Regions from separate parts of the Gossypium hirsutum genome. Here region 2 is linked to region 1. A link is a contact called in public Hi-C data. All regions are on one chromosome and are shown on one strand. Each heading gives the region's core, a stretch centred on a gene start, on an enhancer-like site or on the middle of the called end of the contact. The rest is flanking DNA. Distances are from core to core; before and after follow the strand shown.

The links. A called contact is a pair of places that touch in the nucleus more often than the background predicts.
Region 2: a contact with region 1 is called in a Hi-C map of leaf, with 1.9 times the contacts expected there. The contact joins the promoter of LOC107900597 here to the enhancer-like site in region 1. A contact is called at or near these places in 4 of 34 Hi-C or Micro-C datasets (callus and leaf).

The regions. Positions count from the first base shown.
Region 1 is chrD06:54,555,412-54,557,919 of Gossypium_hirsutum_v2.1, reverse strand. No RefSeq gene overlaps it. Among protein-coding and RNA genes, the nearest start is that of LOC121218365, 5.5 kb to the right of the region's middle. Within about 2 kb of position 1,254, at least 6 of the 9 cell types and tissues checked have an H3K27ac peak or open chromatin away from gene starts, as enhancers often do. A contact at or near this core is called in leaf, where this site is marked.
Region 2 is chrD06:54,709,219-54,711,726 of Gossypium_hirsutum_v2.1, reverse strand. It overlaps LOC107900597 (peroxisomal (S)-2-hydroxy-acid oxidase GLO4), which reads right to left and starts at 1,256. Exons shown (of 12, transcript XM_016826259.2): 1 at 991-1,256; 2 at 333-486; 3 at 128-252; 4 at 1-45. The coding sequence starts at 475.

The DNA of each region.
Region 1 (2,508 bases), core at 5-2,504:
AGATTAATGACATCTTTAGGTTTATCTACTACAAGTATCTACTGCAAGTTATATTTTCATATTACGATCCAACCACATAATACCGCTTAGTATTAGTTAAATGTTAAATAATCAATGAATTTTTAAACCAATTTGTTGAAAAAATACAAATGTACAAAACGAATATGTGCATAGGGCACATGAATGCATATCTCCAACCACACTAAAAAGCATGCAAGTGCAAAGCCAAAAGGCAACAAAAAATACACGTAAGTGCAAAACCTTCAAACACATAAGAGTACACTGAAATTCAAATCCCAAAGGCATCAGATCACATTCCCAAACATACTATATAATCTAAACAAAGCATGCATCTAAATACCTATTGAGATGCCATTATATCCTAACTAATTCACTAAGCACATTACGGTAAGAATCATATGCAGAAATCATTTGAACATATAGTTACTCAATCACACATACCATTCATATTAGGGTTACATTCAAGTGTTCCATGTCACATATACAAATGATAGATTTGTCTACTTGAATAACAGTCACTAAATTATTAATTGTGTAATAAGGAACGTATAAAGATGTAGACACCTAATCATTGTTAAATATTTTTTTTCTTGTCTTATTAAACAACAAGGACAATTATATGACTGAATTTTCAAAACGGCTCGGTGAAAAGGAAACAGAACTTGAAGGATCTTAAGATTAAATTGTTATCAATTTAATTATAAAATTAGAATTAAGGAGCTTAGTTTTTCAAAGATTTAAAATGGAATTAAGTTAGATTTAATTAAATTTGATTTCAGTTATATTGAAATTAATTTTTAATTATTTCTAATTTGATTTATTCTAATGGAGTGGATATTGGAGATGGTTTTTTAAATAAATAATAATTAAAATTTTGTTTAAAATAATAAAAGAAAGACAATTTAAAATAAAATTATTTTGGGGCTTCCCAAATTAAATGTTAAAAGACTAAAGACCTTTTTTAACAATTTGTAAGGCCCAAAATCAGTGTTTGGAATTTAACCTAGACCGAATTTCAATTGCCGCCCAATATTTTAAAAAAGTCAAAAACTTGTGCGACCCAATTTATCTTTGCTTAAATTTTGAGTCCGTTTTTAATTTTACATCCAAGGTTTATTTATTTATTTATTTTTGTCAGTCCAATTGTTTTTAAGCCCAAGCCGATAGCATATTCATCTTTCAGTCGGCAACTAGGGTTTATGAACGGTAGCCGCTGCCACCACCACAGAGAGCCACCAGTGTGAACACATGCCCACGAGCCATTCCCATTTTTCAAACAGAAGACACCAAAAAAGAATAACAGATTGATAAATTCGTTCACATGCAAAATGGATCATAAAAGCTTGATTAATCAACAATAGCAGAAATGATCAAAGATAGAACAATATTAAAAAATCAGTATAAAATAGGACCATCAAAAGAGAAAAAAGGAAGTCAGTGAATAGGTTAAGGAAAAAAGATACAAAAATGCCAAAAGTCGTTAGTTAGCGGAAAAATAAAAAGAGAATCAGGGAAGAATAGAGAAGAAAATCGAAGGTGAGGTCCGCCTTGGCTGTTCTGGGCATGCATGCATGAGAAGAGCTTGAAGGCTCCTCTCCGATCATTCTAGTGGCTTTTTCTATTCTCCGTTCTTTTCCCTGTTCTGTTCTTTTCATTTGAAAAATTAGATTTAGAGTTAAAACATAAAAAAATAAAAAGATTTTTCAAACCGTTTCTATCAAATCTGAATTTAAATTTCTTTAGATTTTCTGACATTTAGAATTTATGTTAAAATTTTTCATTTTGTTATAATTAGATTTCCTTAGATCTTTAGCAATTAGAATTTAAATTTAAATTTTAAGTGTTAATTAGACTTCTTTTAGATTTTTTATGATTAATTAGACTTCCTTTATATTAAATTATATTAAAATATTTCTTTTAGTTTTACATTAAATTATATTCAAATATTTCAAATATTTTATTTTTATATTTTAAGTCCAAGTTTTAAAGGGCTAATCTGGAAAATAATTTTTTTTTTGTTATTCAATGTTGCAGGGAAGATACCAATGAATAGTTATTACGGGGAGATAAGTAATAGGGAAGTAATGATTATTCCATTGAAGGAGTATTACGTTCAACCAAGCAAATGAATAGTTTATCATTCAATGAATAAGGGGGAATGTTATTCCATTCCCCCAACCAAACATGGTGCAAGTGTTTATAGATTTAGATTTTAAGTCTGAGTAGGTTACATTTAGTTGTTGATTTTAGTTTAATTAATTTTTTTAGATTTGTTTGGAGTTTAGTTAAAAGTTTGTGGATTAGAAACCCTAATTTTTGAATATTATAGGATTATCTTTAGATAGACATTGCAGGGGTGCTATAACTTTCTTTGTAAGTAACTGTACTCCTAAATGTAGATTTTTGTATGAGACGGAGTCTTAGTTTTTAAGAATTTTCTTTAAGATTAGTCTTAAAACTTTAGACGATAAGTGGCTAATCAACCTA
Region 2 (2,508 bases), core at 7-2,506, 150 kb before region 1:
TTATTGTATCACATGCAGCAGCTGCTCTGGCTGTGGCAACCTCACCTGTTGAAACACACAACGAAAATAGTAAAATTGGTACTTGAAATAGTAAAAGAAGTAAAGGACAGCCTAAGAAGATTCAAACCTTCAGGGTGTGCCCACTTATGCTTAGCACTTGGAGCAATCAAAATGGGCGCTGAGATTTTGTAGCCGAGAACAGTTGTTGACAAATCGATTCTGCTGATATCAACAAGTATTCTTGGCCGGATCCTGAGAATGGAAGTAAAGAAATGGGTAGAATTTTCACCTTGCTACCTACATTACTTTCATTACCACGTTTAACAGCTTACGTAATTCCTTGAAATGCTTCCACATTTTGTTTTAGTGTGTACTCATCCTCAGCTCCACCACTATAATAGTCATAGTATATTTTGGGAAGGGCTTGCCTAGCCAATTCTTGGAACTCATTAACATTAACTGGTTCACCTTCCATGTATTCTGGAACTAAAGATGCAAATACAGCAAAAAGAAAAGGTATTATCAATGCTCCAGATCCTTTACATTTCTATATTTTATTTTATGTCAAAATTAAATCTCTTTTGAAGAACAATCTAAAATGATATTGCTCCTATGCAGAGAATCTTAAAAGATTCACATTTTATCATGAAAGGACCTTGATTTGAGATATATATATATACTTACCAGGACATAGACTAGACTAGTTTGAGAAAAGCTAAGGTTCATAAGCAGCTAAGCAGGTTTTATTCAGAATATAGTTCATAATAGGAAAATTAGGCACAAACAAAATTTAATAAAAAAATTACAGTAACAAACAAAGTTCATGGAGAATAAAGTTGAACACTAACATTTAATTTTTCCCAGAAACCAAGTCGATAGCTTATGCTAAAGGCCTATAACTCGCTCTAGGAATGTCATCATAAATGATTAAAGATTAAAAGGAAACTGAAATTTGATCCAACTGAAGTTCTCACTATGTTTACAACATACCTTTGAAGATTGAACTATATCAACTTGACCCTGCAAAATCACAGTGATACGAAAATTGCAATTTAAATCCATGCAACAGCACGTATATGTAGACAAATGAATATGATTAATGAGTTCCCTTTCTGCTCTCACGGTTTGTCGTTGTTGGTGGTGGGGTTTTTCTTTAAATACATATTTAATATTGACAGGCTCTACTACCTTTTTGCAGAGGATAGAGATCTTATGGTCACGAATCCAGTTACAAGAACCAAGAAAAATAGGGAGTGGGCAGAATTAAACTGAAAATTTTGGAGTGGGGCCGAAACAAATGTTTCTTACCATTTATTGACTAAAATTTATCAAAAATTAAAGGCCTGCCAACCCCTTTGATGCTGACCTTGGACAGCTTTCATTACTTGAATCAGCTTTCCTCACCAATTGGTGATTACTGAGAGTAAAAACAATCAGCTTTCATTAAGGAAGTACCTGGTAGGAGGAACATCTCTCGTTTAAAATAGCAGATGCAATAAATAATCAGCTAAAATAAGTTTGTGCGAACTCGAGATAAATACTTACAGATTTAGAGAGAACTCGTGTTGCATGTAACTTAAAAAATTCATGGGTGACAACTGGGCGACACCAAATCATGACCAACCCATAGAAAAGTTATTATTACAAGGTCCTTGTTATGTATTTTTTTTACATACCTATTAAAAGTAAGAATATTCTAGGAGAAAAAGAAAAAAGAAAAAATAATATTTGAATGGGTGCAATCGTTCTCTTTAGCGGCACTAGATATATCTTTAAAAAAAAAAGCATTTCAATTGGAAAATGTGTCAGAAAAAATTCTATATATTTTTTTGTTGTCATCGATCTCATTGGCGGCACCCGTGTCCAAATTTTTTTTATATTTTGGTGCCATCAAGCTGTGTGGTAGCTAAAAAGATTATATATGTCCATACCCGATGGAAGATCAATATATGTTGAAGTAGTTGGTTTTTTTTAAGAAAAGGGAGAAGTTTTTGTGATCAGTCGTAGGGGAGAGAACATGAAAAAAAAATTAAGTGTTGAAAAAAGGGGAGAAAATAAATTTTTTTTTGTTTTTGATTTTGTGTTTGTGTTTTAGTTAGAAATTTTGATAGCTTGAAGGTATGTTTTATTTAACGGTGATTCGGTAGAGCTCAGACACTGATGTATTTCATTTTTCATTTGGGGAGTGCATATCACCTTCAGATTTTATTTCCTAATTGATAATTATGCGTTCACGATTTCAAGTAACAATAGTGCTCTCAGTTGACAATGGTTATATAGTCATAGGTTCTAATTGGTTATGTTGTCAAGGGAACCCTTTAGGGGAAGAGGTGCCAATTACGATGGGCACAAGTTGATGGTTGTCATGGTGCGACAACGATTCTAGTTATTAAGGTGGTGCATTAGATGAAGGTCGATCGAACCTTTTCTCACTAAAAGCATCCTTGGGTCACGAAATTGTTGATGGACTCAAATAAAGCAAGGTTGAATATCATGGGATTTTCGATG